Linked DNA regions of Podarcis muralis: all the other regions are linked to region 3. Evidence: chromatin contacts called from public Hi-C data. All regions are on one chromosome and are shown on one strand. The core of a region is the stretch at or near the end of the contact, and the rest is flanking DNA. Distances in the headings are between cores, read along the strand shown. Region 1 holds the start of IMPA1 (inositol monophosphatase 1). Region 2 holds the start of SNX16 (sorting nexin 16). Region 3 holds the start of MRPL53 (mitochondrial ribosomal protein L53).

The links. A called contact is a pair of places that touch in the nucleus more often than the background predicts.
Region 1: a contact with region 3 is called in a Hi-C map of blood, with 4 times the contacts expected there. The contact joins the promoter of IMPA1 here to the promoter of MRPL53 in region 3. A contact is called at or near these places in 2 of 3 Hi-C or Micro-C datasets (blood and tail).
Region 2: a Hi-C map of blood shows a contact between it and region 3, with 5 times the contacts expected there. The contact joins the promoter of SNX16 here to the promoter of MRPL53 in region 3. A contact is called at or near these places in 2 of 3 Hi-C or Micro-C datasets (blood and tail).

What each region holds. Positions count from the first base shown.
Region 1 is chr8:29,483,548-29,487,502 of rPodMur119.hap1.1, forward strand. IMPA1 (inositol monophosphatase 1) reads left to right here and starts at 2,013. Exons shown (of 9, transcript XM_028736608.2): 1 at 2,013-2,236; 2 at 3,669-3,737. The coding sequence starts at 3,675. LOC144328685 (a long non-coding RNA gene) reads right to left here and starts at 1,545. Exons shown (of 2, transcript XR_013393884.1): 1 at 1,299-1,545; 2 at 1-288. ZFAND1 (zinc finger AN1-type containing 1) reads left to right here. Exons shown (of 7, transcript XM_077932889.1): 7 at 1-110.
Region 2 is chr8:29,425,168-29,429,171 of rPodMur119.hap1.1, forward strand. It overlaps SNX16 (sorting nexin 16), which reads left to right and starts at 2,500. Exons shown (of 8, transcript XM_077932888.1): 1 at 2,500-2,659.
Region 3 is chr8:29,614,843-29,618,929 of rPodMur119.hap1.1, forward strand. MRPL53 (mitochondrial ribosomal protein L53) reads right to left here and starts at 2,759. Exons shown (of 3, transcript XM_028736618.2): 1 at 2,416-2,759; 2 at 1,098-1,210. The coding sequence starts at 2,744.

The DNA of each region.
Region 1 (3,955 bases), core at 763-3,262, 130 kb before region 3:
CTGCATGTGATTGTCAGGCCTAACAAAAGACAGAGTCTGTTTATAGTTTCATCATGTGTTATTTTGTATCACCTACATGAAGAAATTTATTAAATTCTGATTTATGTACATTTCAAAGTAGTCCAAGGAATTACTCATAAATGCACGCTCCTCAGTTGATGCCTTTTTGAACTAGAGCTTGTGCAAGACAATCAAATTATAATACTGAAATGATCGTTGATTGTCAAAGGAATCCTTTAATTACAGCTGTTATGTCACTGGCAGCACGTTCGGATCTCGAGATTCTCGCTAAAAGCAAAGAAAATGTCATAAGAGTCAAGTTTTTGCACCGGCGCCACAAACAGCTACACCCACACCCACACCCACTTGCCTTTGGCTGTACTCCAGATGCAGCTGATGTTTGTCCATAGCTGTCAACCTTCCCTTTTTTGTGGGAAATTCCCTTATTCCAGTGCTGCTTCCCGCTGCTATCCCGGATTGTTAGATATCCCGTAGACTGTCCCTGGGTCAGGTGAGGCTGCTGATCCCTTACTTTCGAGGCTGCTGTTCCCTTATTTTCAAATCTGATCCCTTACTTTCGAGGCTGCTGATCCCTTATTTTCAAATCTGATCCCTTATTTTCGAGGCTGCTGACCCCTTATTTTCAAATCTGAAAGTTGACAGCTATGTGTTTGTCCCGCTCTCCCTCCCAGCTGGCGTCTAAAGACGTACTCTATAAGCTCCTGCCCCCAAGAAACATCAGAACGCGCAAAGGCCAATAGGATGCCTCGGCTTGTGTGGCGCTAGCCAGCTTGTTATTAACTCCGGCACAAGCACCGTGATGGGACTAAAGGGCTGGCTTGCTTCCTTGCTCCGTGATTCTCATTCCCTGTGCCCCCCCCCCGTGCGTTAACTCCTTCCCTTCCTTCCTTGCTCCGTGATTCTCCTTCCCTGCTTCTCTCTCCCCCCCCGCCTCCCTCAGGCAGCATCCCATTCCACCCCGCTGCCAGCTCTGAGTGCAGCGGAGGCGGCAGGGCAGCATCTCCCTCACGTCCCCCCAGGAGCGCAGCGATCGACCATAATCAGTCTCAGGTTCCCCTAGTCATCGCGATCGACGTATATATGTAGCTCTGGGGTAACACAACAAAGCGGTTGCTGAAGTCAGCTGCAAACGTGCCATCAGTAATAACTTTAAAAGATAGAATAAAACTGAACCAGCTAAGCATCACATAGCCTGTTAGAGCTTGGTGTGCCAATATCTGCCTGCCTTCCCATTAAAGAGAATAATAAATACCAGAAACCTCACAAAAAGAACCCACCCCGCCCCAAACATGTCAGCAAAGCCTTGCAAGACAAAAGGGAATTAAAGCGGGAAGGTCCCTTTGCAGGGAACCCGCCCGTCGCAAGTCGCTGTCTCCGTGTGTGTGTCCGTCCCCTCCCCGTTGGTCCTCCAAATGCCGCCGAACCTCAACTCCCATAAGCCTTAGCGAGCCCGGAGCATGTTGGGAGTTGTAGTCCAGCATCATCTGAACCCGGGCTACCTCCAACAGCTGTTCTCAACCTGCGGGTCCCCAGATAATGTTGGACTACAACTCCCATCATCCCTGAGCTCTTGCCTTGCTAGCTAGGGGTGATGGGAGTTGTAGTTCAACAACATCTGGGAACCCACAGGTTGAGAAAGGCTGCTCCAGAACAACCATAGTGTCTTTCTACCACTCTCATCTATTTCTAGTTATTATAAAAACCCAAAAAACCGTCGTCGGACTAGAATGCACTCTGCATATGCTCAGGGGCATTTGCCAACCCTAACTGCGTATCTATCAAGGTCCTGAAGGGAAAGGTCGCCATTGCTTGAGAAGCAGCCTCCCTTTTTCATAAGTGCGAGTCGGGCAAGCAGCCAACCTTCTGAGTCCCCAAGGGGTCTGCCGCCTGAGCCAGGAGGCTTGCTTGCTTGCCTGCCCGCCCGCCCATTGGGAAGGGAGAGCCACCCGCCCCTGCGCCTCTCCAGAGGCATCCCAGTGTTGCCAGGACGACGGTGGGATGCCGGCGAGTCCCTTCCTTCCGCTTTTAGCCGCGCCCCTTGGAAGAAAAAAATAAATACCGGTGGCTGCCTAAGAAAGAAAGAGGCGAGGAAGGAAGCACATAACGGAGAGAGGTGCAAAGGTCATCATTTTCCTCCCACGGAGGTTTTCGCCCGCCGGCTTTGTAGATTTCCGTTTGAGGAGTTTGATCTGAGCAGTGTTTCGATTTGCTGACGGTAAGCCCGGGGCCTGGTGGGGCTTCTCTTTAATGCATTTCCATGAGTTCCGGGCAGCCATGGTTTCCTTTTACTGCCCAGTTATTTCTGCTGCCTTCCGCCCCCACTTCGTGATGAGAATCAAGCACTCATGGGGTCGCCACCCCACCCACCCACAACTAAATATATAGCGGGGCTGGGCTGTGGCTAAGATTAAGCCCAAGGATGAGTAACAACTGAAAAATCGGGTTGTTTGTTTGTTTGGGGGCAGCTAAATACAACTCCTCTCCTTCCTTGTCAGGCATTCCTGTTAAAGCATGCAAAACTCAGAGGAATCCATGTTTTGTGAAATTTAGACCCCCCAACAATATGCAGCTTCTTTATATAGTACTGAAATAACAGATAAATGAAAAGTGTAGCTTTCCAAATGCTATTGGATTAACTTCCCCATCACCCCGGGCTATTGGCCACATTTGACTGGAGCTGATGAGAGAGGTGTTATGTGGGAACACTGAGGTTTTATTTTTATTGCTATAATGATTTAATGCAGGGTTGATGTGAAATGTGTTGCTTATTATGTTAGAACTGTGTTGCTTATTACATTATAAATTATTATGCATTGGGTACCCTTGATGGTCACGGCTGTCTTCCACACAATGCTCAGTATTGCTATGGGAATGCTTAGTTGAATGAAGAAAGTCGCATTTCCCTAGAAGCAAAACTCCGGTTTTAAGTGCTAGGAAAGTGCAACATCTACACAACACATTTGCTGGATCTTTCACAACAGCTAAACGTTAACAGCAACCTTGTAGCATATTAGGAACAGTTTGTCTGGAAGACTGAAAGATTTGGAAAACATTGCAGAGATGCTATTGCTGGTCATCATGAGTAACAACTTTTCATACATTTTGGTCTCTGTTGGTTTATTAACTTTTATATGTGCAGAAACATGCTAAGGGAGCCTACAGTGTGAAATTGCTAATAAGCTATAAGTGATCTTCTCACTGCAAGTTTTCCCATGTTTCACTTATACACATCACTCTCTATCAGCTTTTATAATCTCTGCAATTGTGTGAACACAATACTTCTACTGCAAGTCACTGCCAGTTCTAGTCATCGGTGGCAAGGGCATGTCTCTTGCTACATTTATGCAGGAGCACAAATTTGTTCAGCATCTGCCTGACATTATGCAGGTTGGCAACATACAGGAAATTGTGTAGTTGCTGGGTAGCCCATATTACAAAATAATGCATTGCTCTGGTCTGAAGAGAAGTTTATTTCCCAGTATTGTGCAATGTTGCAGCTTTGATATCAGCATTTTGAAACAAAATAATAGTATTGTTTATGTTGAAATAGTTTGAACCTGCAGATTTAGCATTTTAACACATCTTCAGTGTTGTGCTGTTTGCTCTTTTGATTTGTATAATTTGGTGGTGTATGTTCTGTTTCCTAGAGAAAGATGGCTGATCCTTGGCAAGAATGCATGGATTATGCAGTTATTTTAGCAAGAAAAGCTGGAGAGGTATGTTTCAGGAAATTTTTAATGTTTGATGTTTTATCATGTTTTTAATATTCTGTTGGGAGCCACCCAGAGTGGGGAAAGCCAGCCAGATGGGCGAGGTATAAATAATAAGTTGTTATTATTATAATATGCTTTGAATTTTTGTAAGCACATAATTATTCTGAAAAATATATATGTCTTGCTTGTACTTCTGTTTAGTACTTCAGCAGTATAAAACG
Region 2 (4,004 bases), core at 1,250-3,749, 190 kb before region 3:
AATATCTGGAGGGCACTATTTGGGCTACCCTTGTTGTACAGGAACACCAACATTTTTATTTGTGGACAAAGGAATTGAAAAGCTGGAGGTGTTAACAATATACTGACTGTGTTTTGGAAGATGAACAGTAGAGAAATGAAATGCAGAACAAAGAAACAAATTGAACCGAATCAGATTTTGGTAGCTAAGATCATCTGATGAATGTTACTGGGATGGAACCCGGCAAAATCAGATGACAGCTCAAGCATTGCTCATAATAATTGCAAAATGAATGTCATCACCACAAGGTGGCTCCATCTTGCTTTCCAGGAAAAAGCAAGCTCTATTTTAATTTTCCATTTGTCCTTCTGTGTTTACGTTAACAGCTCTAACAAAACATTTTCACAGTGCAACTCAGCTGTGAATGAAGCTGCTTTCACAGAAAGCCTGCCATAAATAAAAATCAATGAAGACCAAAAGCAGAACAGGAAAAGATATAGCATTATGAGTTGTGCCAGCTTGACTGCTGAGAATGAGTGCCAATGCCTTACAAAAGAATACTAAGAGCTAGGTTTCTTACAGTGCAACCCTTACATGCCTGGCTGGAAGTATACTTAGGGGTTACCAACCTTTTGGAGCCTGTGGGCATGTGTGCGAACCAGAGAAACACTTGGGGGCATGACACACACACCACAATCTATTCTATTGGCTACAACATAATGCTTCTTGAAGCCAAATTTCAGTGGGTGGAGCAGCAAAAAGACATTATGGATGCCAGGGAAGGCCTTTGAAGGACCCCAAGGATGTGTATAATGAACTGCAGGCACAAACTGCACAGTTCCCTGAATAGGCAATTAGGAAATTCAGTTTCCTAATTCCTGAAGGAGCATCTCCACCCCCATCATCCAGCCTGGACACTGAGGTCCAGCGCCGAGGGCCTTCTGGTGGTTCCCTCACTGCGAGAAGTGAGGCTACAGGGAACCAGGTAGAGGGCCTTCTCAGTAGTGGCGCCTGCCCTGTGGAATGCCCTCCCAACAGATGTCAAGGCAATAAACAACTATTTTACTTTTAAAAGACAACTGAAGGCGGCCCTGTTTAGGGAAGTTTTTAATGTCTGACGCTGTATTGTTTTTAATATTCGGTTGGAAGCCGCCCAGAGTGGCTGGGCAAACCCAGCCAGATGGGTGGGGTATAAATAACAAATTATTATTATTATTAGTTCAAGTGTAAGTTCTGAAATCACTTGTCAGGGACGGAGAGGTGGCAGGAGAGAGGAAAGAATAAAGTAAGGCAGTCTCACTTTTGGAGACACCAAAGACTTAGACAGCACTGTGAGTTGTCTGAAGGCTAAGTATCTTAGGGTGGAGTGGCTCCCTCCTTGGCAGGTATGAGGAACCTTTGGTCCTCCAGAAGTTGCTGAAGTACATCTCCCAGCAATCCCAGCTGGCATGGCCAACAGCCTAGGATGAAGCACCAAAGCTTCTGATTTATGGGAAGCTGCTGCATGCATATATATTATTTAAATATATTATTTACCAGGCAGAGGGCCTTCTCAGTAGTGGCACCCGCCCTGTGGAACACCCTCCCATCAGATGTCAAGGAAATAAACAACTGACTTTTAGAAGACATCTGAAGGCAACCCTGTTTAGGGAAATTTTTAAAGTTAAATGTTTAGTGTGTTTTTAATATTCTGTTCGGAGCTGCCCAGAGTGGCTGGGGAAACCCAGCCAAATGGGCTGGGTATAAATAATAAATTATTATTATTAAACTTAATACAGAAAATACTACAAATGCACCGACACCCTCAGTACTCTGCTCTCTCATCGAAATGAAGCTCAGGCTGCAAAGGGAATTTTCAGTTTTTGCAGAAATTATGAGCGGGCACCACTATTAAACAAATCCGTTTGTTTTCTAGCTTCTTGGTTTATTTATTTTTTAAAGGGGTGGGCTTAAAAAGAACCTAGGTAGTTAAAAAAACAAAAAACCAAGCATGACAGTGCAATCCTGTACTTGCCTACGCAGAACTAAGCCCCATTGGGGATCAATGGAACTCGCGCCCAGGTAAGTGCATTCATTTAGGATTGCAGTCGGGAAACTTTAAGTAAATATCACGAGGATTGGCTTGTTTGTTTGCTTTTTGCAGGGGCGGCAGTTGATTGGCAGGCAGGAAAACATGGAGACGCGACACTTTTCCTGACATTCCCCAGCGGAGAAGTGAATTTAGGGTACAGCCGCCAGCCGCGCGAACTTTAAAGCCGGATCTGCTTCCCTTGGTTAAACACACCGTATTAGGCCAGTCTGAGTTGCGCAGCGAGTCTTTTCTCGCCACCTGTTCCTGAAGTAGCACAACACCTCTCTCCCCCCAGAACTACAAATCCCAGCAGGCTATGCGGGAACAGGTGGCGGAAGGAAGGTGGAATGTTTTCAGCCAGCTTTTCCAGAATACGCCGATTCACGGGTCGCGCGCTTGGCCGCGCTGCTTGTCGGGACTTGAAGTTTTTTTTTCCTCTTTCAAGCGGCGGTGTTTTGTCCGCGGAGGGGGCAGAGCAGGTCTGGCCGCGGTGCACCCCGGGAGCTGTAGTCGGAGACGGGCTGAGGAACCGTGGCGGCGGCTTGTGGCGCTCGTACCTCTTGGGACTCCGCAGGGGCGGCCGGCGAGGGTGCCTCCGGCGCGCAACAGGTAGTCTTTGCCGCGAGCGCGTCCTTGTAGCGCCTTGGCCTCGCCTGGCCAAGCGGAGTGCGGGGGAAGGAGGACCAGGGGCCGGGGCGGCCAGCGAAGGGCAGGAGGCGTCGCGTGAGTAAATGCCCAGACCGAAGATCGTCGAGTGGGAAGGGGTCGCGAGGGTCATCTAGTCCAGCCCCTTGCGGGGCAGGGATCTGTCGCTCAACGCGGGACTCGAACCCGCGACCCTGAGAACGCGGGTCTCCTTCTCCACCGGCTGAGCTGTGGAGCGGAGGGGACGGTGGTCCCGAGCCCCTGGCGGAGGGTGAGGGGCTCACACGTCGACTGCACCCCAGGAAACGAAGGTGGGCCTGGGAGAATGTTGCTCACAAATCTTCCCTCGTAAATCTTCCTTCCTTCGCTCGCCGATAGTTTGCAGGCTGCTGCTCCCTGCGGTTCGAGGAATCGGCTTCAGCGCCCCAGGAATAACTAATGGCCACAGCCAAAGTAAGAGGGGGAGCGAGAGAGTTTTGTGGCGCCTCGAAAGGGCTTTATTGTGGTCTACAATTTTGTGGTCTTTGGAGCCTCGTCAGATGCACGGGACTGGCAGCTGAATATGCAAAAACTAGTAAACATCTCGAGTAATGATTTGGCTTATTTGCTTGTTAGGGTTGCACCCTGCCCTTCACCACGTTGAAGGGCGGGATATAAATCTAACAAACAGACGGTCTCTTGATTTTCATTGGCCTTTTGCCCTATGCAGGGTTTTTCTTTCTTTTCTTTATAGTTATGTATTTATCTTTGCCAGTCTAGGTTAATACTTCATGGATCAAATGAAATGGATTTTTGTCCATGAAAGCTTATGTCACTACTTATGCTTCATTCATTTATAACCACAACTGAAACACAAGAGTTAATAATACTTTGAAACATTACTAAATAGCCAATGAAATACTACCCTAAACTTTCCACAAAAGCTGTGGCAAAAAAGGTATGCTTTAGGCAGTGCCAAAATACAGAGATGGTGTTTGCCTTATCTCAAGGGGGATGGAATTCCATAACTGAGGGGCCACCATGGACAAGGCTCTGTCATGCCCCACTCCAGGACTCCCGTAGTGACAGAACCACAAGAAGGATTTCACTTGCAGATCTTAGTAACCATTGCTGTTGATCTGGGTGCATCAGGACTGGTAGCCTAGTGCTAGAATTACTGTTGGACATTCTGCTAGCATTGTGTTTTTAAAGACAATTTCTACTGTACAGCAGTAGAAATACTGTTGTCAGATGTAAACCACACAGAGTATAACTCTTTTCTTTTCTTCTGGGCAGGAATAGTTGAGCTAAGTATCATCATCCATAATAC
Region 3 (4,087 bases), core at 1,509-4,008:
AATGTATTTACACCAAGCCAATGTATTTACACAACAGAGGTACTTCCTAGAATAGCAACAGAGATGGTTAAAATAAAATAAAGAGGTTTTCAAGTAAAGGCATTTGAGGCAAGAGGCATAAATAGTCCAAAACGCTGGGTAAAATGTTGAATTCTTCTTCCATTAAGATCCCACAAGTAAAATAAGTACAGTGGTACCTCGGGTTAAGTACTTAATTCATTCTGGAGGTCCACTCTTAACCTGAAACTGTTCTTAACCTGAAGCACCACTTTAGCTAATGGGGCCTCCTGCTGTCGCCGTGCTGCCGGAGCACGATTTCTGTTCTCATCCTGAAACAAAGTTTTTAACTCGAGGTACTATTTATGGGTTAGCGGAGTCTGTAACCTGAAGTGTATGTAACCCGAGGTACCACTGTAAATTTTTTTCTGAATTTGAAAGCCACAGAAGATCCCCAACTTCTTTAGGACAGGGATGGCTAGCCTCTGTAGTTTTAGGAACTGAGAGTGGTCAGTTCCATAATAATGTTTGCAGAATTATGCCAAAGCCTTGCTAAATGCTCCGCAGATTCACTTATCTGAACATCCAGCTTCCTTGGGTTTTTTCCTGCTTGGTCAGCTGTAGCCACTTTTGGGCAGGGGAGTGAGAGCAGACAAGTCAGAGTGCAGGAAAAATTTGACAAATCAGACAGTGAGAGAGATCGGGAAAATCCATTTTTCCCCCTTTGCCTCTCTTTTGCTGATTGGCTGCAGCCATTTCAGGAAGAAATTATGGCGAGTGCGGGGAAAGGGAGCAGACAAATCCTGCATTAGACAAGTTTCCATGGGAAACAATGGAAACCGTGGACTCGGTTATGCAAACACTTGCCTGATGAACGATTTCCAGGGAAGGCATTGGGTTTGTAAAGGGGGACCTGCTTGTATATGCAAAATCCAAAAAGGAGATGACACATTAATAATGGAAGCTTTTTACAGCTTGACAGCTTTTTGAATAGAGAGGCTTCCAGGGAGCAGAAAATTATTTAGAGGGGGTTCATCTGGCCCAAAGGCTACCAGCTGACCATCTCGGCTTTGGTTTACAAAACAAGAATGCTTCCTTACCAAATATGACGTCAATTACTGGTTCAGACCCATCGTGTTTTACATCTGTTTTCACTTCACAGTTGCTGTTGGATAAAAAGGCTTTCTTTGTATACAGACACTGTAGGAAATTTCTGAAAAGGTTCAGAAATATAGATCAGAGCATGAAAAAATAGACTTTATTTGCTTAGCCGACAGGCTATAGCATCATCAGAGCATATTTTATCAACAACATAGCAGTTAGAAGCATAAAATACAATGAACAATTTTTTTAGTCTAAAGATTTTATCTCAACAATCCACAAAACACCTCATAGGAAGATTAAGAGTGGAACAATGTAATAATATCAGCTGCCAAAATCCAAAATATACATACAGCAAAGCTCTGAAACATTAAGACAGGCAATACAATCTTACAAGTTACAAAAACATATAAAAACAAATAAAAAATCCTTGCAGTTTAGTAGCTTGCCATACCAATTGCTCAAAGCACTCCGGTGTAGAATTAGTTACATTTTATTTATTGAATTTATATCCTGCCCTCCTTTTTGAAAGAGCTCAGGGTGAAGGAGGCAAATATCTAATTCAGTCATTTTGGATTAAGGTAGAGTGTGATTATTAGTACTAGACATGACTTAATCAGGATGCAAGCCATGTAAGGAAACATATCTGTATAGCATTATCAAGCATGCACCTTGTTAAAAATGCATGTTCAGAGTTAACATACCAAGCATTAAGAGCCTGGGCTGGGGCATAGAGTGGAGGAGTCGGATACTAGCATGCCAACACTGCAGAATCGGAGTAGCACAGGGTACAAAAGTTTACCTTCCATGCCCAACATCATACTTACGTTAGGTCTAACAATAATTTAGGAGTGGCATGGCAGGGTTTGTTTTTGTTTGTTTTTTGTATAAGCTATGCATGATCTCAGGTAGAAATTCAACAGAACAGTTCTCTTTCTCTCCTCCCTGCATTGCTTACGAGAAAAGGCCCTATCCTACACCAGCTGAATTACTGCCTGCCATGCAGTAGGGCAAAGGCACAGCAGCAAAACGGTCAGAAATAAATGAGTCCTGCTAATTGTTTATTTTTTAAAAAATCAAGCTAGGGCCCATTCTCAGCCCATGAAGTACTTTGCACCCCCAGTGCTAAAGAACCGCAGCCCAGCATTGGGAGCCAGATTCTACAATCAGAATGGGCAAAACGTGCCTACGATGCCACGTGTATTTCGTGCAGGTTGTGTGCATGGCTTGCCCATCAGTGCCCTGGGATGAATAGGTCCGGGGGTGGGGAGTCCTGTTTCGAATCCAGTGGATCCCAACCCCGTGGCCTCTCCTCACCTGGTGCTCTCCACGTTGGACTCGAAGGGGCAGAAGGCGACCAAGACGCTCTTCACCTGCTTGAGCGTCACCCCCGCCCTTTTCGGCACCACGAACGACATTTTCCTCCCTCCCTCCGGTAGGATCGGTAAGAGCGAGCGCCTTGCCCTCTGAGCGACCGGAAGGACTACAGTTCCCAGAAACCCTCTCGCCGCGTTCAGCACGAGGGCTCCGCCCCGCGCGCGCAGCCTGCCGGGAAATGTAGTCAAGCAGCTCTGGGCTTGTGCCATCCCGTGGGAATGCTGTTGAACTTCGCTCTTTGTTGCGCCGGGATAGCCCAGAATTGGCATTTCGGTTCTTTGAGAAAAAACTTTAAAGAGCGGGGTCAAGGGAGCATCATGACATAAGGAAAGCCCTGCTGATCAGAAGTTTTTATACCTGGTTTGCACGCTGTGATCCTTACTTCTTGGAGTTCTCTCACCTGGAATCAGCAGAAAAAAAAAAAATTCCTTCCAGTAGCACCTTAAAGACCAACTAAGTTAGTTCTTGGTATGAGCTTTCGTGTGCATGCACACGAAAGCTCATACCAAGAACTAACTTAGTTGGTCTTTAAGGTGCTACTGGAAGGAATTTTTTTTGTTTTGACTATGGCAGACCAACACAGCTACCCATCTGTAACTGGAATCAGCAGGTGAGCGAAGACCATACACTGCAGAGTTTCTCACCTGTGAAGCTAAGAAAATAAAAACGTACTGGCGCATCTAGCTCGGCATCTTGCTCTCTCAGTGGCCAACCCCATGCTTGAGCTCTCCGAATGAAGGGTGGGATACAAAATTAATAAATAAAATAAAACAATATTAATACAGTACCAGTTTCTGGAAGCCATGGGAGGGATGAGTGCTCTTGTGCTCGAATCCTGCTTTTGCAGTTTCCCACAGGCATCTGGTTGGCCACTGTTAGAGCAGGATGCCCTCCAGTATTGATAGGTTTCAGCTATTCTAGCCAACTTGTACATCAAATGGGACGGGAGTGGTGGTGGGGCATCTTTTTCTTCACCTCAAATCAGCCGAATCAGCTCTTCCCCTGGGAAGAGGGGGGATGAAGAACTTTTCTTTTAAAAAAACAAAATCCACAAACACTAATAGGTTGTCATTTCCAGAGGGGTAGATTTGTTTGTCCATTGCAGCAAAAAACCAACAAAATTGTTGAAATCTGACAATTTTATCAATATATAAACTTTTGTGGACTAGTATGGAGGGTGGTGTTCTTCAGGGCAAACCTATCTACCTACAGTGGTACCTCAGGTTACATACGCTTCAGGTTACAGACTAATCCAGAAATAGTGCTTCAGGTTAAGAACTTTGCTTCAGGATGAGAACAGAAATCGTGCTCCGGCGGCGCGGCGGCAGCAGGAGGCCCCATTAGCTAAAGTGGTGCTTCAGGTTAAGAACAGTTTCAGGTTAAGAACAGAACAAATTAAGTACTTAACCCGAGGTACCACTGTATCAGGTTTCTTGTAGACCTAATGGTAGTGTTATTGAAGCTTGTGTGCATTCCTAAACAAGTTTACTCAAATGTAAATCCACCGAGTTCCATGAGACTTAATCCCCAGGAGTCACATTGAGGATTATAATAGAGAACAAATTTAAGTGGCTGAACTGGGATTTGTACAGTGTTTATTGCTGTCATAGCA